Linked DNA regions of Mus musculus: region 2 is linked to region 1. The links are chromatin contacts, called in public Hi-C maps. All regions are on one chromosome and are shown on one strand. The core of a region is the stretch at or near the end of the contact, and the rest is flanking DNA. Distances in the headings are between cores, read along the strand shown. Region 1 overlaps Gng12 (guanine nucleotide binding protein (G protein), gamma 12). Region 2 overlaps Gm29928 (a long non-coding RNA gene).

What was found. Hi-C and Micro-C count contacts between places; a contact is called where the count stands out from the background.
Region 2: a Hi-C map of liver shows a contact between it and region 1, with 2.0 times the contacts expected there. The contact joins two enhancer-like sites. A contact is called at or near these places in 1 of 15 datasets of contacts at CTCF or cohesin (the NIH/3T3 cell line), 9 of 484 Hi-C or Micro-C datasets (the C2C12 cell line, liver, muscle stem cells and 4 more), 10 of 115 datasets of contacts at active chromatin or transcription factors (embryonic stem cells, kidney, liver and 2 more) and 1 of 9 other capture datasets (embryonic stem cells).

The regions. Positions count from the first base shown.
Region 1 is chr6:66,962,450-66,967,426 of GRCm38.p6, reverse strand. The region is part of intron 3 of Gng12 (guanine nucleotide binding protein (G protein), gamma 12); the gene reads right to left. Among named protein-coding and RNA genes, the nearest start is that of 4930597O21Rik, 41 kb to the right of the region's middle. Within about 2 kb of position 2,941, at least 62 of the 459 cell types and tissues checked have an H3K27ac peak or open chromatin away from gene starts, as enhancers often do. A contact at or near this core is called in liver and pancreatic cancer cells, where this site is marked.
Region 2 is chr6:67,100,993-67,105,614 of GRCm38.p6, reverse strand. Gm29928 (a long non-coding RNA gene) reads right to left here. Exons shown (of 2, transcript XR_377747.2): 2 at 2,353-4,323. Among named protein-coding and RNA genes, the nearest start is that of Gm29928, 11 kb to the right of the region's middle. Within about 2 kb of position 2,579, at least 217 of the 459 cell types and tissues checked have an H3K27ac peak or open chromatin away from gene starts, as enhancers often do. A contact at or near this core is called in liver and pancreatic cancer cells, where this site is marked.

The DNA.
Region 1 (4,977 bases), core at 1,692-4,191:
TGCTACGATCTCCAGTTCAGGGAATAGCACCGATGTGTGGGCAAATGCCCCGACTCCACCCCACTTTTCCTGCACCCCTCTGCTACCTCCAGGCTCCTCTCTCTACATCTTCTCTGCAGTCTTCTCATTTACTTCTTGCTACTAGAGTGATCTTTCTGAAAAGAAAATGTCTCTCCCCACGTTTCCACAGTTTAGACATCACTTTTTCCAGAAAGCCTTGCTGACCACTCTATCTGTATTTCCTGCAGGGAAACAGGGCACATGCCCCAATTCTCTGGATTTCTACGGTGGTGTGGTCTCTTGAGTAATCTTGATTGTTACTCCCCCTCCCCGGTCTGCTGTCCTCGTAAGTTCCCTCTTCATGTGACTACAATAAGTCTAGACTGGGGTAGATCACATAAGTGTCAGAGATAAGTTCAGGAAGGATGTGTGTCCTAATTCTCTCCAGGGAAACACGAGGAGAAATTGACTCGTGGGCTTCAAGAGGTAACCTCATCTTAAAGGAGAGGTATGTCAACAAGCAGTTCTTTTCTGTGTTGGCACTGGTCGGAAAGGTTGCAGCCTTTCTGTGAAGCATAAGAAGGTTGGTGGTCTATCTTACCCCGAATCTGAGTGAAGAGCCCACCTCCACTGTTCAGTCTTATATGAAATGTGACTTTACCCTGAAGGCCAGCCTTCTTTAGGCTCACTCTATCTGCTAATGTTCAATATAGGAAGAAAATATAAAAGCCCCATGATCCATCCTAGGAGCAAACCCTGTCAGCCTACCCTGACATATTCCATCACACTGAGCACACTGTTGTGCAAAGGGTACACTCAGAATGTTTGCTAAATGAATAATCTAATTTGCCTCTGATGAGTCAAGGGCGCTTAGGAGTTTTATAATGTTCTAGGACTTTAACAATGAATAGCAGTCTTCAACTAGCTGTGCTAAATATATCCTGGTCCTAGGCCCTCACTAGAAAAAAGTTTCTGTTTGTTTACAGGAGAGGCTCTATACTGCGATGATGAAGCTTTAAATAGAACAAGTAGAGCTGAGCACTGTACAATGAAGCAGAAGTTGGATGTGCACTGCCTGCTAGTCCTGTTTGCACCATGGTCTGGTACTATGACAAACCCACTGACCTCAATGGGCTTAAAGGCTAAGGGCTGAGGACAATGAAAAGCAACTTCAAAACAGCGTGGAGATAGGGCTGCAGGGATGGTTCAGAGCTAAGACTGTTTGCTGCTCTTCTAGGAGACTGGAGTTCTGGTCCCACTCGGTATCCATACCAGACAGCTCACAAATGCCTGAACTCCAGCTCCAGGACAGCTGAGGCTCTCTTCTGACCCTTGTGGATACCTTTACACATGTGCTTGTGCATACACACACACACACACACACACACACACACACACACACCAGTGTGGCAGATGCTTTCTAAGAAGCTGGAGGACATAGTATGGGTCATAAGGTCAGATGTGTACTGAGAAAGCTTGCCACAGGATCATCTGCATTGCACCAGAACATAAAAGGACAGTTCACCCAAAGAGAGGCAAGCAAAGTAATAGTAAAGAGGGTGTACTTGACAAGAAGCCCGTCCTGGCTGTGTGGGGAACGTAAGTGACACGCCTGAACTGTGGTGAGATGCAGGTCTGCTGTGGGGCAGACAGGAGTCCCCACAGCCATTCACTAGAGAGCAGCAGGAGCTTCTTAAGCTGGAACAGGTCAACAACAAAAGATGCACGGCCTCAATGCCTGGCTGCTGCGTAAAGGTGATGGCTTTGGACAGCTCCAGTTTTCCGATGGAAAAGCAGGGGCAAGTGAGTTAGGGGTAACGTGGTAGAATACAGTAGTTTTAAATTTTCCTTTTTGTCTGAAAAACTCTTGTTGGAATGGAGGATGGAAGGCCGATACTTTTAAAGAGGCTCCTGCTGAACTTCGTATGTATACATGTGTGACATGAGGCCTTCCTTCCTCTTCAGCCACCCTTTCCCATGGGGATGGATCTGGTCCCAGCACAGCTGCTGACTCCTGTATGACGCAGCTCAAGTGGCCATGCCTCTTTTACTCTGCTCACAGGCCTCATCAAGTGGTCAGACCTGTAATCTCTGAGACCAAACAGATTGTAGGAGTAGTCTGCCCCTTTTAACAATTCTCTGGACCAGAGTTTTTTAGGCGGTGTATCTTGTATGGGTTTTGATCTGCCTCAGACACAGATAGCTGGACAGGGCCTGGGCAGCCCAGTTTAGACAGGAAATAGGCTCTTTCCTCCATAAAACATTATGATCTTCCTAAGTGTGTCCTTTTGAGAGACAGGCACTCTTGTTGCAGATAGAAAGGAAAACATCCAGAGAAGTCCAGCTCTCATCTGGCCTCCCAATCTCTTCCTTCCGTTCCCATGGCTCCTAGCTCTCTGACTACAGGACAAAGAGCCCGATTCTACCTGTGCACTGGATAGATAAATAATGGCCCGTGTAGCTAGAAGGCAATGATCAGTATGGCTGATGAGTCAATGAGAAAGGGAATGCGGTCCACCTCGGCTGTTTCCATGGAGACATTCCTCCACACCTTCCCCACTACTTCCTCTGACTGATTCTGGTCAGTGGAAAATGTCCTTGTATTTAGAGAGAAAGGTTCCAAAAGAAAGCTTGTGCTTTTCTTGAGAGGGTAGCGTCAGGGGTCCCAAGACACTGAAGGAATGCTGAGATCTGAGAGACATTTGAGAGCTGTTTGCTGAAAGCAAGCATGCTACGAGGAGCAAGTGGCTACAGAAACAAGCCTGGTGCGCTGATCCAAGAGTCTGATGAGGTTTTTACTCCAACTTCCCTTAGACTACCTAATATGGCAGCATAGTAGAAAGAAAACCAGTGAGTCTGGAGAATGATAAGCTGAGCCCTGCTCCCTCCTCAGGCCACGGCAGCACCAAGCCCCGGCCTTGGTGATCTGGGCAATGACTCTTAATGAACCCTCCCCAGGCATTGGGCTGGTATCAGGAGTGTGGAGCATGCTCACACCCGGCTGGAAAGTGCTTTGTGCATGTGACAGTAGACACAGATGGTGCAATACAGAGGGCTAGACTGTTACTACGGCAACCTCCAGCCATGGCTTTCTGAGGCTACACAGACTATTCAGGACACTACTATGCAAGAAGAAACAAGTCCAGGAAATATCTATGTCAGAAATTAAATAAAATAAAATGAGCCAAGATTCTCCCAAGGATGCTGTTCCCTGATGTTCTACTTGAAAGACATGCAATTTCTAGCAAAAACTGAAGAGTGGAGACTACCACAGGGAATGGCATTTGTGGCCCAGAATTCTAAAGGCAGCAGGCAGAAGTACAATTTTGGGTGGAAGGGGTAGTAGACCTGTATGGTTTCTTCTTGTCTGCATTGATGAATTATAGGTCCTTAACTATGCTGGTCATAAACATTTACCAAGTATTTACTGCATATAAAATACAATGTAGCAAACTTTTTTTTAAAGAGATGTTCTTGTTTTAAAAAAAACTCTTTTTATTTATTTATTTGTTTGTTTGTTTATTTGTTTATTTATTTATTATATGTAAGTACACTTTAGCTGTCTTCAGACACTCCAGAAGAGGGCGCCAGATCTCCTTATAGATGGTTGTGAGCCACCATGTGGTTGCTGGGATTTGAACTCTGGACCTTCAGAAGAGCAGTTGGGTGCTCTTACCCACTAAGCCATCTCACCAGCCCGGCAAACTTTTTAAAAAAGTACTTTGGAATTAACTGCGGATTTCTGTTCTGAACCATTCCTTCCTGACCCTGCCAAGACCACCCTGTGCCTGGGTTTCCTAATCTTAAAATGATGATAGTGATAGAACATATATTTGAGTTGTTAGGAACATTGCAGTTTAAGTCTTAGAATCACAGTTGACTTGCAGGAAGTATAGGACCTATTACAATCTTTCTATGCCTCTGTTTCATTATCTGTAAAATGAACATGATAATTATATCCACATCAAAGGGATGTTTTGTGAGCACTAGGCAGAAAAAATTCATGTGCAGCAATCAGCATATTACCTTCTAAATATTAAGTTTACAATAAGTACTAGTAGGTTTTATTCATAGATTTTAAAAGAAATCAGACACCCAGACACAAACAATAGCTCATGCAAAAAAAAAAAAAAAAAAAAAAAAAAATCCTGTCCTTGAATGGTTTTACCAAAGACATTAACCTTCCTTCACTCCGAGTTCCAATTATCTACAAAATACTGCTGGGTGCTAATTATGCTCCAGAGTGACCCCCCCCCCCCCAAGTATCTGTGATATCTATTCTGACACTTTAGATTGCCCTTTGTCCTCTGTTGGGATGGCACCACATTACTATCTGAGGGGCTATTTGAAAAGCTGGCTTTGTGAAACAAGAACAAGGCAAGAAGAAGCCTTTGGACCCTGGCACTTGGCAGGTAATAGAACAGCTCTGTTTTACCGCATGTGGCTCCAGGAGAAACCCATATTACTGCTGAACTGTGTACAGTTCCTGTTATCACCTGGCAAAGACCTGACCACAGGACTTACATTTGCTGCCAAGAGACCTGTGAGGTTCCCCTGTATTAGCACAAGTAGAATCTTGGACTCTAAATCACATTTATCTGGAAAGTCCACATATGCAAATGCTTGAAGAAACTCCCTGCCTCTCTTCAAGGCAAGCCAGCCACCTCATCCAGAGACAACCAGCTTCTAAAGAGAATTACACAGGCTTGCACACTGTGCAAAAAAAACTTTCTCTATTAGTTGACCATTGATGACACCTAGTGGCTGGTCAAGAGGCCAGCATGTGGCTCCTTCTCTCATTCAAGACGCAGAGAAATGTAACAACATGCCTAAAGTGAAAAACAACTGCAGGAAATGTAGAAAACTTAGATCTCCTGGCAGTAAGCAAGCGCATGCATTCGCAGTGTTATAAAATAGCATGCTAGCTTGCGTGTACCAAGGACTTGTTCATTAAATGGCTTGCCTGGTAAGCTTGAG
Region 2 (4,622 bases), core at 1,330-3,829, 140 kb before region 1:
AGTCGCCCAGTTTGTGGTACTTTGTTATGACCCCTTAAGACACTAAACAGTGTCTGACTCAACACCCTGTGACTTAAGCTACCCAGTCAGTCACACAGCACTTCTGTTGAACAACATGCTGCTAGGTTCTAGAGACTAAACCACTCTCTGCTCTGGTCACATCCTTTCACTGACACCCATCTCCTTCACAAGGTCCTTTCCATCCACACTTTGATGTGAAGCCACCTCAAGCCTCTGTGTTCCCCACCCCCACCCCTACCCCAGGTCTCTGGGGACTGCAGCATCGTGCACTGTCCTCAGACCTCTGTGTCACAGCTCTTGCATCTAATTTGAAATGCTATCCTCTGTTCACTTGGAAAGTTCCAGGGTGTTTCTGGTCTTCCTTTTCCAAGACAGCAGCATTAAAAGAGAGCAGGTTCACCTACTGGGGGTCCTTTCTGCCAACAGATACGGTCATCCTCCATAGTACCTCAGATGTTCTAGAGTGATCCAAAAGGAGTAAACTTTTCAAAACCTCCCTCCAAGACAGCTGATCCTGCATTCTTCTTCCCTTGGTTTCTCAGATTTGCTTTACCATAAAACAGGATACAGCATCAAATAACCCTGTTCTTGGCGTATAGCTATTCTAACAACAGGGCTTTCAATCATCAAGAAACCCTTATTTCTGCTTAGTTCCTCTTGGTACTTTCTATCAAGGTTCCATCATCAGTCTGGAGCAGCTGGAGCAGAGAAACTTTTTTTTTCTTTTTTTCTTGGTAGCTTTTGATAGAGTAGATTTGGTTGGAGACCTTTAACTGTACACACATGAAATTAGTACCCAGGTAGGCCTGCCCTTCTTCATTTCCAGAATGAGTCAGAGGCCCCACCAGAGCATAGGCAGGCTGGGAGCAGAAGGTAGAAAAGGAGAAACAGAAGCACTCCTCTCTCCTCCATGTGGTGTACCCTAAATACTTTGAAAGTAGGCTTGGATCTGGCAGGACTGGCCACAGGTGACTCTGAGGCCAGGGCACTTGCATCTGACAGCATTGTTCCAAAACAATGGAAGGATTCAGATGCAACAGAGCTTATTCCAATCAGATCATCTCTCAAAAAATTAAATCAACTCTTAAAATGGAAATGCTTCATCATGCCATTTCAAATTCCTTTTCTGTTTCTAGATTCTAATTATTGCAGCAGATGATGCTGGAGCGTCTTGGCTCACAGGCTTCCTTGAGTCTGGACTGTGAACAACGCTTGTATTAGTTAGTCAGGAGGAGCTTGAGGTAGGCGGAATGGTATACTTCTGCTCCTTAGGTTCTGTGGGAGGCTACAAACTCTCCTTCAGTATCTAACAGTCACCTTCCTCAGATCACCCATCTCTGGCCTCATGAAGAACAGCTTGTACCTCCACTATTGCCTGTAGCAATGATAATCCAGATATCAGTGAAAAAGCAGAGTTCAACAGCCAGAATGGGTGTAAGGATAGTGGACAGTTCAGAATCCCTCTCCCTCTCCCTCTCCCTCTCCCTCTCCCTCTCCCTCTCCCTCTCCCTCTCCCTCCCCCTCTCCCTCCCCCTCTCCCTCCCCCTCTCCCTCCCCCTCTCCCTCCCCCCTCTCCCTCCCCCTCTCCCTCCCCCTCTCCCTCCCCCCTCTCCCTCCCCCTCTCCCTCCCCCCTCTCCCTCCCCCTCTCTCTGCATCATCCCCCTTTTCTGATGCCAGCTGTTTTAGCATTTAGTATTGAGACCTAAGGGTTCCAGAGGAGGATCCAGATGTTAAGGAATTCAGTGGAGACCCCAGGGCTCCCTGGATGTTCCCATCAGCATTGGCAGAACAGTGGTTCTCCTCAAGGCTGTGAACAGTTTGAGAGTATGGGTGGCATCCTGCTCAAGTACCTAGTAGACACTGGCTAATAACAGGTGCTTGGAGGTACCTGTGCAAACTTGAATTATACCTATTCATTTAAGGCATTTGGTATGTACACCATGCTAGTCAATTTGTGAGATGTAAAGGACTGAAGGACCTGAAGGAGTTTGCAACCCCATAGGAAGAACAACAGTATCAACCAACCAGACCCCACAAAGCTCCCAGGTACTAAACCACCAACCAAAGAATACACATGGAGGGACCCATGGCTCCAGCTGCATATGTAGCAGAGAATGGCCTTAACTAGCATTCATGGGAGGGGAGGCCCTTTGGTGCTGTGAAGGCTTGATGCCCCCAGCGTAGGGGAATGCTAGGGTGGTAAGGCAGGAGAGGGTGGGTGGGTGGGGGAGCACCCTCATAGAAGCGGGGGTGAGGGGGGAGATGGGATAGAGGGTTTGCAGAGGGGAAACTGGGAAGGGGAATAACATTTGAAGTGTAAATAAATAAAATAACAATTAAAATTTGTATTCCTTTATAATAATAACAACAACAACAATAATAGTTAAGAGCTGAAGTCTCCATTGCCTGAGTTTTTATCCCGGTTCCTAGACTCTGGTAGACTGTCTTATTCACCCTGGCATCCTGTTGTCCTCAGAGGTTGGCAGGGAGCAGCCCTCAGCAGACTTGATTGATTAGCTGTAGCCCCACGTGTCTGGGCTGGAGGAGTTGATTCAGACAGGTCACTCATCGGCTCCCCTCCAAATCTGCCAGGCCAGCAAACAGCTCTGCAGAGTCATTCCCACACATGACTGTGGTCAGGCAGGAACAAAAGCCACCAGAAAACAACGCTCCACTCTTCATCCAGCTCTCTCCAATGAACTGGAGGATTAAAATGGGGTCACTGTTGTTCTGATCACATCTTCTTGTCAACGGAATTACAGGCTTTTAAGCCAAGAGTGACCGAATACACCTTTGCAGTAATCAGAATCAATGCTCGGACAGTGGAAGCAAAAGCCAGTAAACAAGATTGTGGTATGGACTCCCTTGACCTAGACTTTCAGGAAGGAGCTGACTCACTGCCCAGACCAGCACTCCCCGCATTGCTCAGAGCCAAACAAGCTCCTGTTTTCCCAGCTGCACGGCGGATGCCTTCACTTCTGAGCCGGCTGCCAGAAAGCAAGAGGAGAAACCCGAATTTGTTTTGCAAGGAGGAGCACTGCAGCTGGATTTTGTTTGTCCATTTTCACGAAGGGACAAGAGATATAAAAATAGAGGAAATTGGGCTTTTTAGTTACTGAAAAGGAAACAAATCCTCTTCTCCTGTTTAGCCATCTAGTTATGTTATTAGTTAGCTTACAGACTTCAGTGACTTACTTCAGACTCCTCGGTGTCAGTTCCAAGTCTTTTGAAACTTGTTTGAGATCTTTCCAGCCCCACCTGTCCCACTTCCTCCCACTAAGAACTGCTCTGGAGTCTTGCCAGGCTGTCCTCTGCGGTGTCTGCAGTGGTGTCTTCTGTAGTGCTGTCCTCTACAGTGCTGTCTCATCTGCAGTGTCTGCAGTACTACTGTCTTCTGCAGTTTCTGCAGTGTCTGCAGTGATGTCTTCTGCAGTGTCTGCAGTGTGTGTAGTATTGTCCTCTATAGCACTGTAGTCTACAGCGCTGTCATCTACAGTGCTGTTGTCTACTGTGCGGAGTTGCTGTCTTCAGTGCTGTTGTCTCCAGTGTTTTTAGTGCTGCTATCTGCAGTGCTGTCTCTGGCAGTGACCCACATGCTTTCGCACCTCTGTGGTTTGGCTCATGCTGTCCCTTCACCTTGGAATAGTCTTCTATGCAGTAGTCTTGAGGGAAATGCCAACTTGTCTTTTGCTTATTTTATTTTGGTGGTTTGCTGAGTGAAACCCAGGAAGTTACACAGACTGGCCATGTCCCCTAACACAAAGTTACAGCTATAGTCTTCTAACTCAATCTCTCAAGATAGATCCCAGAGTCTCTCATACTGTCCCTCACCTCAGCAGCAGAATCAGCAGTACCTTCGCCTGAGTCTCCACACCATGGCTTTGGTGTGTCTCCACTGGTTCTTATTTATTGCATTATCCATCCATTCATTCATTGAACAATATCCACTGACTTTTCTCTTTGTACCAGATAATATGGTAGTTCCTGGGGATCCATGTGATTATGTCTCTCTACAAAGGGGAGGTGGCACTCAAAAGAGTACATCAGCTTTTTACAGGGCAGAGTTCCACTTTTTAATAATGGTAAGTACTAGTGGTTTAAGAATTAAAGAAGGCCATATACTCCAGTCTGGTTGATAGATGATCTGGAAAGCTTCCTGGAGGAGGTGGCACCCAAACAGCCCAAAGGATAGGTATTTTCTTATATACCGTTTGTGTTTCTTGGCAGAACACTCCTTGAGGAACGAGGTTAGTTATAGATTGTATCAAATCAGGACATTTATGCTTCAAGTTTATTGAGTCCTTTGCAAGGAGACAAACACTGTTATTTTGATGTACTTTGGAAAGTGGGAAGCAGTAGCTGAGAAGGGGGATTGGGAGAACGCAGCAGAGGAACTCAAGGGTACATTCCCAGTTTAGGAAACAGGCAGTTAGTGAATGGGAGCTGTCAAGTGCAGGTGCTGGGCTGCAAGCTCACCACAGGAGAGAGGGTATCAGCAGGTACCAGCACCATGTGGAACATCACAAGAGACTAGAGAATGGGTTGCTGCTTCCTCCCTCCCTCCCTCCTCCCCTCCCTCCCTCCCTCCCTTCCTCCCTCC